Linked DNA regions of Sus scrofa: region 1 is linked to region 2. Evidence: chromatin contacts called from public HiChIP or PLAC-seq data. All regions are on one chromosome and are shown on one strand. Each heading gives the region's core, a stretch centred on a gene start, on an enhancer-like site or on the middle of the called end of the contact. The rest is flanking DNA. Distances are from core to core; before and after follow the strand shown.

Evidence for each region. HiChIP or PLAC-seq counts read pairs in DNA pulled down with a chosen protein or histone mark.
Region 1: a contact with region 2 is called in an H3K27ac HiChIP or PLAC-seq map of alveolar macrophages. The contact joins two enhancer-like sites. A contact is called at or near these places in 1 of 47 Hi-C or Micro-C datasets (embryonic fibroblasts) and 1 of 2 datasets of contacts at active chromatin or transcription factors (alveolar macrophages).

What each region holds. Positions count from the first base shown.
Region 1 is chr16:52,687,040-52,693,732 of Sscrofa11.1, reverse strand. No RefSeq gene overlaps it. Among named protein-coding and RNA genes, the nearest start is that of FGF18, 70 kb to the left of the region's middle. Within about 2 kb of position 1,257, at least 28 of the 83 cell types and tissues checked have an H3K27ac peak or open chromatin away from gene starts, as enhancers often do. A contact at or near this core is called in alveolar macrophages and embryonic fibroblasts, where this site is marked.
Region 2 is chr16:52,137,008-52,144,611 of Sscrofa11.1, reverse strand. STK10 (serine/threonine-protein kinase 10) reads right to left here. Exons shown (of 19, transcript XM_021077114.1): 19 at 4,234-6,749. The coding sequence ends at 6,609. It overlaps LOC110257343 (a long non-coding RNA gene), which reads left to right and starts at 6,748. Exons shown (of 5, transcript XR_002339815.1): 1 at 6,748-7,604. Within about 2 kb of position 2,066, at least 32 of the 83 cell types and tissues checked have an H3K27ac peak or open chromatin away from gene starts, as enhancers often do. A contact at or near this core is called in alveolar macrophages and embryonic fibroblasts, where this site is marked.

The DNA.
Region 1 (6,693 bases), core at 8-2,507, 550 kb before region 2:
TCATTTACTTAGTGACTGATCAAATAATAATAATGAAAACTCTGAAACTTATATTACGTATGTCTCCTATTGGGAGAGACTTTGACAAAGGTGGAAAACGGGATTCTTGATCCTTCATGCAAAACCAAACCAAACAACCCAAATCCCAAACCCAAAGTCTAGCCCACGTTGTTATTTAACAAATGTGCGTGGACTGAATGAATAAGTGGGGGAGTGAGACATTACAGGAGACCCACCGGAGAGCCACCAAGAGTGATAGACGACAATGCATGGTAGGACCCAATAAATGTTGGCTGAATGCTTGAATACAGGACTGGAAAAGGACTGCGTGTAATTAGGATCCAAGGCAGAAGATGTGAGAAATGGACTTCAGGACAGTGGGACCTGGGTGCTTCACTTCCTTTGCCCTGTCCCAACCTCCCACGTGGTCATCAGAGCTTTAAAATCAGTTTCTGAATGGGTCCCCTGCAGGTGGCCCCAAGGTCCAGGAGTGCTCACATTTACATTCAGAGGCTCCAGGACTGTCAGGTGAACACACACAGACCTTGAGTCACAAGCACATAGTCCCACACGTGGGTGGTTGTGTTTATTATCCTGTGTACACCCCCATGACGACTCCCACACGGCTTTGAGGATCTGGCGGAATTCCTGAAAAAGGAATTCACTCCCTACTCCCTTTTGTTGCGGTTGATGGTTTGATGGCTCAATCGCCCACCACTTTTACTAGGCACCTGCTGTGGGCCCAGCACTGTGCTGAGCCGGTGGGGGTGGGGTGGCAGCGTGTCCTTGAGGGACAGGAGAGAGCGTCCCCAACTTAGGAATCAGGAAGACTCAGGTTAAGGGCGGGCGGGAACCCAGGGCGGTGCTGGTGGGCCCGTTTGGGAGAGCTCGTCAGAAAAGCTACGCAGAGCTGGCTCCAGTTCAGACATCTTCCAGGAACACAGCAAACAACCACATTTTACTAATTATAGCAAAGGAAAACACGCTGCGATTACAGCTAAATTACATTAAGACATAACTGGCAGGCTCGGCCAGGGCTCTATCTCTCTGGCTCAGCTTTCAGCCAGGCTGGGCGGGGACACAGGCAGGCAGGCGGGCAGGCCAGCGAGGCCTTGGCCGGGGAGGGCCCCTTAGCCCCGTTCTCTGTGGGGTCATGACCCTGGCATGACTTTGGGGAGTCTCAGGGCCAGTCCCTGTTTGTATGACCAACAACTTCTCCTCCCCAAAAGGGGCTTCCCCAGGCCCCCCGGGCTGGAACCACATGCTGAGAGGGCCGCTGAGTCATTCTGTCCCTCTCGGAGCAGAGGGTCAGAGAACATCAGGGCTGCAAGGCAGCCCGGGGCCAGAGCTTTCGTACGTAGGAGGTAACTTGAGTGGGTTGTTTTTGCAAAACTTCTCTCCTGCTTGCAGCCACCGACTCTGTCTTTTTCTTCCAGGCCCGTGGTCTGCACCTGCCCCAAAGGGCCTAGCACCTGTTTGGGGAATGGGGGTTTGGATCCGCTGCCCCCATTCTCCCTGTAATTCTTCTCAGAGGACCAACATCTGATTCGTGCCTCACTGGTAGGAAGGAGGGAAAGAAGGAAAGACGAGGAAGGAAGGAGGGAGGGAAGGAGGCAGGGAGGAAGAGGAGGGAAGAGGCAGGCTGGAATCAGCGGAGGACAGACTTACCTGGGTGCTCTCCAAAAGCCAGGCATTTTCCAAATAGTATCTTCTTGACTCTTCACAACAGCCTTGAGGATAGGAATCCAGCCTATGCTTCCATGGGTTCTAGAGCTGCACATTCTGTAGGTGTTCACTAATCATTTCATGATTTCTTTCTTTTTTTTCTCTTTAGGGCCACACCTGCAGCATGTGGAAGTTCCCAGGCTAGGGGTCGAATTGGAGCTGGAGCTGTGAGCCTACACCACAGCCACAGCAATTCAGGATCTGAGCCATGTCCGTGACCTACACCGCAGCTCGTGGCCACGCTGGATCCTTAACCCACTGAGAGAGGCCAAGGATGGAACCCACGTCCTCATTGATACTAGTTGGGTTTGTTAGTTCTGAGCCAAAGTGGGAACTCCCTCATTAATTTCTTGAAGTGAGGCCAGACTGCTAGGTCATACTGCTATTTGTAGGAGGGGCTACTGGAGCTTGGCTGGGACAGTGACAATCATGATGGGGCTGGGATTCAAATTCAGCAGTTTGGCTCCAAAGCCCCCTCACCCATTCCCATACCCAGGCTGCTCACCTTTGGGTGCTAATGAGAGTGGCCACTCTGGTGATCACCGAGCCCTCAGGTATGATGGGAGCTTGGCATCCAGCCTCAACTTTGTTGAGCTTGGGGCTGAACCAAGGGTATGCTTTTATTCTGCCAGACACTATGCTTTAAAATGCATGATCTCAGAGTTCCTGTCGTGGCTCAGCGGAACCGAATTTGACTAGTATCCATGAGGACGCAGGTTCGATCCCTGGCCTCCGTCAGTGGGTTAAGGATCTGGTGTTGCCGTGAGTGGAGGTGTAGGTTGCAGACGTGGCTTGGATCTGATGTGACTGTGGCTGTGGTGTAGGCCAGTGGATACAGCTCTGATTTGACCCCTAGCCTGGGAACATCCGTATGCCATAGGTGCAGCCCTAAGAAGACAATAAATAAATAATAATAATAATCCATGATCTCATTTCATTGTCGCACCATATTGGGGACAGGGCAGCCCTTAAAATTGTCATTTTTTAGATGAGGACCCTGGAGCTCAGAGAAGGAAAGTGACTTGCCTGAGCTCACACAGCCACTATCCCGGGCTGCTGGGATTCCCATCCTGATCTGTGCTCTTCACCAAGCAGCACACTGTCGGGGCAGGTCCCCGTGGAGCCTGCCCTTTGGCTACTTCCTCAGGGCTTGTCCGATGGCCAAGCACAGGGGGTGGAGTGGGAGGCCTTCTCCCCTCCGAGGACAGACCCCATGGCTGTTCCCCAGGCCTTCTGACTATGAGGACAGTGTTTGGCCAGGGCCTCTGGGCTCAGCTCAGGGAAAACACACCAGCCTGTGCCCGGTGCCTGTGGAGCTGGGCTCATCCCAGATCCAGGGGCAGCAGGAGGTGTGGCCTTGGGCATGAGGAGCAGCTGGGCTGTGGTCTGGTGGCCACTGTGTTCGGGCCAGTTATGCTGGTGTTTACAATCCACATTTTTAATAATCTGATGTTATGCTTGGCCCTAGATCCCTTCTGCAGGGCCTAAGGCTTGCCTCCAAGATGGTCTTCTAGTTCCTTCCAACTCCTGCCCTGAAATGAGCTGGAAAGAGTGAGAGACCTAGAGGGAGATGGGGGACCACAGAGGTGGAGCAGAGAGGGAGGGAAAGCTACCTGACACTTAAGGAGCTCCCGTGATGTGCCACATGCATGTCTTACATTCATTTTATCTGACTCCCACAGGAACCCAGTCTGGTGTGTTTTCTGTGCTCATGCTGTGGGATAAAACCAAAGTCCAGTGTCTGAAGCTGCTGGCCAAGGTCACACATCCGGGTGGGTCAGCTGGAATTGACCCCAGGTCTTTCCCACGATGCCTGCTGAGCTCGAGGTGCACCTGGGAACTCGGCTCCCCTGGGAGGTCTCACCCACCCCAAGTCTTACACCTTTTCCAGGGGCAAGCAAGCTTTCTTTCTAGGTTTCAGGGAGAACAGAGATGAGTGGCTACTCTAGGGCAGAAAAGTCCAGACCTTGGGCTATTCCTTTCCTCTCCTCTCCCATTTAGTCCTTAGCAAAGTCTGCCTTGTCCCAGGCTGGGGTGGTGGCGTAACTTAGCCTGGCAGTTAAAGGCAGAGCTTTCAGCCCACGGCTTGCCAGCCCCTCAGGCTCCACTGAGTCAGGATGGACAAAGCCAGGTCTTTCTTTTTAGGAAAAAGTCCAGTGTAGAGCCAGGCCTGGCTGAAGCTACAAAAAGTCTGTGTTCTCCAGGTCCCTACTTTTGCCCCTTTCTGTCTTAATTCTCTCTGATGTTAGACAGGCAGTGAAATCAGATTGCAACACCACACTTACTAGCTGCGCGAGTCATAACTCTGATAATTACAGGGTATTAAATGATGCAACCAACAAGGGCTTAATTTCCAAAGTATACAAACAACTCATACAACTCAACAGCAAAACAAAAAACAAAAAAACAAAAAAACAAACCCCCCAAACCCAACCCAATCAAAAAAGATGCAGAAGACCTAAATAGACATTTCTCCAAAGAAGACATACAGATAGCCAGCAGACACATGAAAAAAAAAGCTCAACATCACTCATTATTAGAGAAATGCAAATCAAAACTGCAATGAAGTACCACCTCACACTGGTCAGAATGGCCATCATTAATAAGTCTACAAATAAATGCTGGAGAGGGTGTGGAGAAAAGGGAACCTTCTTACAGTGTTGGTGGGAATGTAAATTGGCACAACCACTGTGGAAAACAGTATGGAGAGTCCTCAGAAAACTAAATACAGAACTACCCTGTGGAAGAGCTATCCCATTCCTGGACATTTATCTGGACAAGACTACAATTCAAATAGATACATACACCCCTATGTTCATAGCAGCACTATTCAAAATAGCCAACACATGGGAACAAATATCCACCAACAGATGAATGGATTAGGAAGATGTGGTACATATACACAATGAAATACTACTCAGCCATAAAAAAGGTCAAAATAATGACATTTGCAGCAACACTGATGCAACTAGAGATAATCATACTAAGTGAGATAAGTCAGAAAGAAAGAGACAAATACCATATATTATCCTTATATGTGGAATCTAAAACATGACACAAATGAACTTATCTACGAACAGAAACAGCCTCATACACATGGAGAACAGACTTTTAGTTGCCAAGGGGGAGTGGGGGGAGTAGGATGGACTGGGAGTTTGGGGTTAGTAGATACAAACTATTGCATTAAGAATGGATAAGCAATGAAGTCCTGCTACATAGCATAGGGAACTATATCCAATCACTTGTGGTAGAACAAGAGTGAAGATGATATGAGAAAAAGAACATACATATATGTATGATTGGGTCACTATTGTACAGCAGAAATTGACAGAACATTGTAAATCGACTATAATAAAAAATTTTTTTTAAATTGTGTTCCAGAGACTAGGCTGAGGACTTTCTGCCGTTCTCTACTTGAGAATCCTCAAATAGCCCATTGAAGTCGTTGAGATTATTGGCTCCATCATACAGATTTGGCATTTACCTGTAATTACACAGCTAGCAAGCAGCAGGGGCCCCATTCCTAATGGCCCTGCCACAGTGCTTTCTATGACTATGGCTCTGAATCTCAGTCTCCTCATCTGTAAAATGGGACTGCTAGTTCCGACCTTTTCAAAGAGGTGGTATAATGATGTGATGAGAAAATGAAGGTAACATGCTTCGGACACAGAAGGTGCCTGAAAGATCTCAGTTGCCTCGGTTTGTCAGTCATTCAATATGTGTTTCGTGGGGTCCCACCTGTGCCCGGTGCTGGGCTGGGTGTTGGAGGGAGCGCGGGATCGCGGGAACACGCAGAGGGAGTCTCACCCCCTGCTTACAGCTCAGTGGTAAAGAGAAGAACTAAGCAAATCATAACATGGAATTGATAGGATGATTTCCAAGCATGCCCGCTGCTGCAAGAGACGTACAGGGTCGGGGAAGGACTGGAAATGGGTGAGGATGACCCCCGGAAGAAACCAAGGTCAGGAAGCCTCTGCGCCCTAGGGCACTGGGAGACTCAGGGCTGAGAAAATAGGATGCTTGAGGGTTGCTCCTCGTTTTCGCTGCAGCAGCTGCCAAAGCCTGGGGTGGCCTGATCCTAGCGGTTCAACCTGGCCCAGGTCAAAATATGCCCCTTCTACAGGCATGTGTCACCTGCTGGGCAGCTGGGAGCTTGTCAGCAGATGGCGGATGGGGATCTCTTGTCTGAGGTCTGTGGAGGTCAAGTTACAGCCTGGCCTGCCTCTTATGGCCCAGCTGTGTGGAGCTGGCCTAGCTTTGTCTGTTGTTGAGTTGACTAGAGCCAGGCTGGTTCAAAGCCCATCTCCTATGAGTAACATCCCTTTTTAGAGCCTCAGTTTATCTGATCTGTGAAATGGTTATCTTAATAACCACCCCGTGATTATTTTGAGACTTTAATGGAAGAATGAAGGAGTTATTATTGTGCTTTACTAAAAATCTCAGAGAGTATTTTATCTGCCAGCTTACACCATGCTAAGGATTTGACAAGTTTTGGTTCATTTAATTCATATCATACCCCCCCGGAAAGAGGTGTCTTTGTAATCTGCCTGTTACAGATGGGGAAACTAAGACTCGGGAAAAGTTAGGGAACTTGGTCAAAGTCACAGAACTGTGACAGATTTTTACCAAAGGAGAGTGAACCTCATCAGAACACTGCAAATGAATGGACATCACAACTACAATTTACAGGGTGCCCACTAGGTGACAGGCAATTGTGCGTGGACTTAAATCTGCCTGCTTCAAAGGTGGCTTCTCCACTTTGACTCCAGGGTCTTTGTTGGTGGGAGTTTGGGGACGCCCGTTCCCTTTAGCCCTGACCTGCAGGACCATAGATATAGACAGAGGTTCAACAGGCTCTTTAAATGTGATTACACATACAATTAGGATTGCCGGATTTAGGAAATAAAACTATTTTCAGAAACACAGCAAATATTTTTTTAGTGTGTGCTCCAAATATTCTAGTTCTGT
Region 2 (7,604 bases), core at 817-3,316:
TTTCAAATGCTTATCTCCAGCCCAGATATTTCCTCCAAGCTCCAGATACATATAGACAATAACATCCCCCTTTGGTGTGTCATAGGCACCTCAAATTTAACATATGCAAAATTAGGTGCTCTTTTTTGGAGTTCTAACTTTCAAACTGAACCTCTGGTCCCTCCCTTCAACACACCAAATGTTGTCCTGTGCTGATCTTTTCTAATTCAGTAAATGATCCCTCTACCTACCCAGTCAACTAAAGCCAGAAATTTAGGAATCACCATTGAGTTTCAGCTCCTTTCTAACTTCTCTTTGCACGTGGACCCTCTTGGCCTCTGATCCCTCACTACATCCATGTATTTCAGCCTCTTAAGTTCCATTTCTAACTGGTTGTTCTCTAACCCTAGCCCCAGTTCACATTACTAAGAGAGAGATTCCGATTGACTCAGCTTTATCCCTACTAGTTTTTTGATGTCCTGAAGGAAGGGTCAGCCTATCTTGTTGGTTCTGTTGTTTTTCATAGTTTTTCAGCAGGTTCCCTCACTTTTGGAATTGGTAAGAAAAAGGTTTTGCACCTTTTTTTAAAGCCTCATCCGGAGTGAGAAGACATGGCCAAGTAGAGGTAGGAAGGATAAAGCTTCAAACTGATATAAATGGTTGATGAAGGCTTCTGACATGTCCGCTGTTACGCCTGAACACTGAGTATTTCACGTCAGTTATTTTTGTTTTATGTCTAGACTTTTTACTTTTTTTTTTCTTCAATGAAAGCTTTCTTGAGATATTCACATACCACAAAATTCACCCTTTTAAATAAGTATCCAGGCATATCTAGGTAATTTTGTGAGTTCAGTTTTCAGACCACTGCAATAAAGTATGATAGTAATGTGAGTCATATGATGTTTACGGCTTCCCAGTGCAAATACAAGTTATGTTTACACTATACTGTCATCTGCTAAGTGTGCAATAGCATTATGTCTCAAAATGCTTTTAATTAAGCTGTAATTTAAAATACTTTCTTGGTGAAAATGCAAAAACAATTACAGTAGTAACATCTGAGATCATTGATCTCAGATCCCTGAATATAATAATAATGAAATTTTATGAAATATTGTGAGAATTACCCAAATGTGACACAGAGACAGGAGGTGAGCAAAATGCTGTAGGAAGGATGGCTCCGATAGACTTGGTCTGTGCGGGGCTGCCACAGACCTTCAGGTTGTGAAAAACACGGTGTCTGCAAAACGCAGTAAAACAGGGTATGCCTGTACAATCAGTGGGATTTTTTTTTTTCTTTTCGTATATTCAGAGTTATGCAACCATTTCTGCTACCTACTTTTAGAACACTTAGTTCCTTTTTAAACTTTTGTTTTTAGCTCTCTGCTGACAATTTCAAATCACATTCTTTCTCTCTCCTCAAACATAGTAAGCATTGTGGTTTATGCTCCGATTACTCCAGTAACTCACATGCCTGTTGGTCTGCTGCTGATGTTCATTGCTTCTGCCAGCTTTAGCTTTAGTCATTTCCTGTGCGCCTAGTTACTTTTTAATTGTGTGCTAGATGGGGTTTTTTGTAAAATTGTTTTCAAAGGGCACCTGTGAGCACTAGCAATCCTGCATCACCCCAGGCCAGTTTTTAGGGGTTGTAATTATTTGAAGAGAACTGCAGACCCCATGAGGCCTGTCCCCATCAGGCTCAGTGTTATTCATGGGTATAGCCTTTCAGGCCTCTGCAACGGGAAAGTTTTCATTTGGGTCCCTTCCACCCTGCCCTTATGAGGCCCTGGCCTCTAATCCTTGTGTTCTTAGGAGGCCCTAGGAGGTTTTCAGAAGCTCAGACACACACGTTTCTGTTACCCACTCTGGGATCATCAAATGCTCCCAGGGTAAAACACCAGCATCGTCTCTCTGGCTCTCCGTCCTTGCGTGAATCTTGGCCTGATAGTTCTTCACTATCTTGTATGCCTGCAAGTAGATGTATTTAGTATTTTTGTCCAGATTTTCTAATTGTCCTCAGTGTGAGGACTGATCCGGATAACCTAATCTGCCATCACTGAAAATGAAAGTTCTTTCAGTTTCGTTTTTAACTGAAGACATACTTGTTAGCCAGACCTAGTGAACCTACCTCTGGTAGCACAGTGAGTTCATATACATCCAGACTACAGCCCCCAGACCCCCACTGCTCCCTTCATAGAACCTTTATGGCATAGGGAGCTCAGACTGGGTATCTCAGTGCTGCAGCCTGATGGGTTCTGGGTGCTAAGGGGTTAGCTAAGGCCTTACCCCTGCCTTCATGAAGCCTGCAGTCTGCCCTTTCTTTCCTAAAGCGTCCAACCTTTATGGGCCATTGTTCCCATTCAAAAGCGTCTCTGTCCTCAGCTGCTCTCTTAAATTGCTATAATTTGTCATGATTTCAACTTTCCTTCCTCTGAGTAAACTCTTTCCCAGCCTTCTTACTGTTCTTGCAGCAATAAAGGTCAGTCTGAACCCAGCATTCAGGTCTCACCCTGTCCTTCTCTCAACCTCATGGCCCATAAAACACTCACCCTCAACCATTGCCCCATCTCTGAATGCATGTGGTTTGGCACATACTGCTTTGTCCTCCTAGACTTAGCATCACCTCCACTGAGAAGTCTTCCCTGATTCTCCCAGGCTACGTCAGCCTGAATTGATATTCTGCTTCTCCAGGTCTGTTTCCTTAGTGGGACAAACATTTTGAAGCCAGTGTCAATGTTTTTATTTCATCATCTCTAGCACTTGGTACTTAAGAGGTGTCAGTAAATATGGAATGATCTCATTTCCCAAGTCCCACCCGTTCCCTAATTCATGGTCTTTTCTGCCAGTCTCATGAATCTTTCTCCCCAGGCACCTCCATCATTTTTCTAGCCCTTAATGGAAGGCATGCCAGCTGCTTATTTGCCTCCATCACCCCCAGACACAGGGAGTTCAGTGGGGCGCTGTAATTGTGGGGCGCCACCTGCTGGTGGGAAGGTTTCTTGGACAGTGATTCAGGACTGCAGATAGAAGGGGTCCTTAACCTTAAGGTGTTCTTTGTAGATCCACTTCTCAGAATAACATTTTCAGATGCACAGGATAAAGCGCATAGATCACAAGTAAAACTTTGGAGTTCCCATCGTAGCTCAGTGGTTAACAAACCCAGCTAGTGTCCATGAGGACACGGGTCTGATCCCTGGCCTTGCTCATTGGGTTTAAGGATCTGTGGTGTAAGCTGGCAGCTGCAGCTCTGATTTGACCCCTAGCCTGGGAACCTCCATGTGCCACGGGTGTGGCCCTAAAAAGACAAAAAACAAAACAAAACAAGATTACAAGTAAAACCAGTAATAATGAAATAGAGGTATCAAAATATTAGAAAAATTGTATTTTATTTAGATGTAATATATGTTATATATATATTGCTCATTAAATAACAAGATCTGGCAATAGGTTCAATAACTACTATAATTTCAAAATAATGAACGAAAATGATAATTGGGAGATGTCTGCAATAGCTGTAATGTGAGATGAAATCTCTGTGATTTGTACTGCTGATAACATTAGAGTTTGGTGCCTGTGCGCATAAAGGAAATGCTGATTTTCACTTAGAGGTTGGTGAAACTAAAGACCAAATCTTTCCCATCCATATACAAAGAGTCCCTGAGTACCCATGGATCTCGTGTGTGTGTGTATGTGTGTGTGTGAAGAAGGACCCTGGACTGCAGGTTAAGAACCCCGGAATGGGGTTTTAGATGTATGGTTGAAACGTTTAAATATGGCAGAGATGGTAGCTAGGGGTTAAGTGTGTGTGTGTGACTCTTGCTGAGTGTATGGGGCACAGTTGGCAGGAGAGAAGTCGGGGAGAGAGTCCACCTTCGAATCCCATAGGAATCACCTGGCAGTGTTGCCAGCCTTGGCCTGACTCTCCCCTTACCAGTGTCTGTTCCCTCATTTATAAAACAGGAATGCCAGTGTCTTCCTTATGCGTGTTGTTGAAAGGATTCAATAAGCTAACATGTAAAAACCCTTGGGAGTCAAATGTTTTTGTTAAGTGAGAATGATTCTAAATGTAGAAAACGCACACACACACACCAAACCAAGCATAACCTCTTTCAGTATAGAAACCCCAGAGTCCGACCGGCTCTACAACCTGGGAGGCCCCAGTGTACTCAGCAGAGAGTAACCCGTTTCTTATCCAGCAGATGTAGGTAAAATCTTCCCTGCCTTTCCCAGCTCAATACAAAAGAACAAGCTCAGATGCAAAGTTTCTCACCTTGTTATTTTATTAGAAGCATATTTACATTCTTGCAGTTAACTTTGCAGAGAAGATTTTACAAAAATTCTGTATAAAATTTGGAAACTACGTAAAAATAACTTCTGTCCTTCATAAAGGGGAAAATATAAGTTAGTTACATTTACTCTGCTAAAAAATGACTGAAAATGAGAAACAGTTTCGCCTGTCCCTTCCAGAGAAAACATGAGCACAGAGCACAGGGAATACTGCATGGGCTTTCTCAGTGATGGGCTCTGCACGCCGGCTCCATTGTGAGTGAGGCTGGGAGACCCAACCAAACCCCAACCAGAAAGGACAGGGGAGCTGGTAGGGCTTGGGCAGCACTGAGCAGGAAGCAGCAACTCCCTGAATGAGATTCCAAAGTGAAAGACAAACCAAATAAGGGAATGATCAAAGACTTCCCCTTGAACCATGAAATAGGCATTTCATCTAATACTCATTCTCACACTCCAGGCTACAAAGGCAGGACTGTATTTTAAAGCCCATCAGCCCTGTCATTGGTCAATGCCTGACCATCCACCAATGCTGGCCCTGCCTGGTGGACCTGGGTCTGTGTTCTGCAGTTACACTGCTGCTATTCCCTTTTTCCCAGCACCTGTGCACCAGAGAGACTCACAGGGGATCATTATTTCCCTTGTCTCATTTGTGTGAGACCTGAAAATTGTTGCTCCTGAGGCAGGCAAAGCTGAGTGCTCCCTAAGCCACAGGGACCAACACCTTCCCGCGCTGATACTTCCCAGACTATCTTTACTGCATCTGTAAGAAGTAGGAGCCCCAAGTCCCTTTTCCTGTTAAATGGCTAACCTCCCATCCCAAGATGCAGTTACCACCAGTGCTCAGAAAACTCCAGGGAATTGCCTTAGAAAGATAAAGCATCAGACCTTAACCTATAGGAGTGAAGAAAGAAAGTCCTCCCACAGTGCGTCAGCCACCTCATCACCAGCAAAGTAGCACCCAGACTCAGTACACCTATTTCATTCCTTAAAATCACCTGCAGTTTTCTGCTTTGTTTGTTTGTTTTTTAAAGCAGGTATCTTCCCAAAGAAGACATAAAGGTGAAAAAAAGTTTTCTTTGTAAGTAAACCGAATGCCGGTTTGAGCTTCTGCTTTTATTGGGTTATCAACACTCTGCAGCCTGTCGGGATCAGAATCCGTGGGAAGCCAGATGAGTCACTCAGAGGCCCCGGATTCCATCTGAGATGCAGAAGCTTTGTGTCTGCCAGGTTCCTGGAGGCAGGAAGCACTACGTTTTCTCCATGATGCCTTTTCTCCCTGAACAGAAGTCCCAGTGACTGCCAGCCTCCGTCTGAAGCGTAAGGCCAGACTCTGAATTAGGCGGGACACAAGGCAGAGAGCAGCAGCCTGCCCCTGTCACCTGCAGACAGGATGGGCAAGTGTGCGACAGAATGACTGGGTTGCGAAAGTCTTGTGGGGTGAGGAATTTACCCCAGAACACAGGATCTGTGTGGGGCCAAAAGGAATTGCAGGCTGGCGGTTCAGCCTGTGCTGTCTGTGCCTCTGGTGCCAACACCAGCACACCCCAGTACCAACGGCTCTACCTAACATGCTCCGGGGCACGGGTCCAGGCAGCAAACATGCTCTAATCCACCTGGCACAGGAGGCCCAGGGTGGTAGCAAGCCTGGGTAGGTGCTGGGGGCCAAACTGTGTGTGTGTGTGTGTCTGTGTGTGCATGCGTGCATGGCGGGGGTGGGTACAGATGGCATGGGACACCTGAGATCAGCAGAATGGGTGGTTCAGGCTCTCCCCATCCCACCACTGTAGACGTTGTCTCAAGAGGAAAGCAGATTGGAGGTATGAGCGCACTCCCTGAGCAGCTGGCTACAGACCAGGCTCCACTGGGAACCACAGTGGTTGTTAGGAGCCGTGGTTCTTGTCTGACACCGCAGGGAGTGGCTAAAAACCACCAAGAATTATAACATGGATGAACCCATGGTGACTTCAGTAGCACTTTGTACCCACAGACAGCAAAACTGGTGTTTTGGCAAACAGAAGGGGCCCCGAGGCCACAAAGCACCTAGTCCTGCTCCCCGGCCCCACCAACAGCCCAGATCACTGACAGCTTGACGGGACCTGAGAGTCAGAATATACATTAGGATCAGGCAGCACATCCCCAAACCTCACCCTCCACCCTGAGCAAGAAGTCAGGAACACTGGATGGGTCTGTCGGGCACAGCTGGGGTGGCACAGGGCCTGGGGCTGGATTCAAGCTGGCATGGAAGCAAGAGGGAAGGGGGTCCTGAGTTACTTGTTCACAGAGAATGGGAGGGCCCCAGAGGTCCGCCAGCCCGCCCGCCCGCCCGCCACAGCCCCGGGCGACTGTTAAGAAGCATCCGCAGAACTGTAGGGGAAGAACTTGGTGGCCTTATTTGGGGTGGCGGGGTTCGGGCACTCTGTCTCCTCGTTCATTTTGAAGAACATCTCCTGCTCTCGCTTCTTCTGGTTTAGATCCTCTTCCAGAGCCTGGGACAGAGAGAAGGCAGATGGACTCGGTTGGATCCCACGGGACACAGGTCTCTCCCAACCACAGGACCCCCCACCAAAGTGGCCGCCTCGGGAAGTTTCCTGCCCAGGTCTCAGTGCTTGAGCAGCGCCGTCTTCCTGCTCTCTCTTCCCAGACCCTGTCACCAGAGGGGTAAGTACCACCCCCTCCTTCCTCCCGCCACAGCCATGCAGGAGTTTCCTGGGGGCCAAGGGCTTTGGTTTGGGCAAATGCCAATCTACATAGAGTGAAAGGGAGAAGCAGGTGCAAATGTGCTAGCAGGAAAACAGCCAAAGGAATGGAGAAAAACCCAAGGTAGAAAATGGAGGAAGAAATTTAACAGCAGGGGCAGCAGAGCTATCCGAGTTACCTAGGCACCGTCCTGCAAAATCAGGGGAGTTCTTTTCAAACTACAAGTGCTGTCATGCCATGCCCTGAGACTCTGATTGTGAAACTGTGCTAGGACAGGGGTTCTCTACATTGCAGAAGCACATCAGCTAACTCCAAGGGGAGTGTTTAGGCGGCAAGCACTGCGGGAGCTGTCCTGCCAGAAAAATTTCTTGAGGGTTCTCCCAAAATAAGCTTTCAATTCAGAAAGGAAGCAGCGTAAAGAGCATGAGCTTTGCAGTCAGGAAGAATTCAGCTCCACTGCAAGCTGTGAGGGAGCAGGTTCCCTTTCCTCTTGAGTCAGCTTCCTCTTGCGTATAAGGGCAGTATCACTACCTGCCTGGCAAGGCCATTGCAAAGATTAAATTACAGACTTAACCGGCTTGGAGTTGCTGTTGTGACTTAGTGGGTTAAGAACCCGACTAGTATCCATGACGATGAGGGTTTGA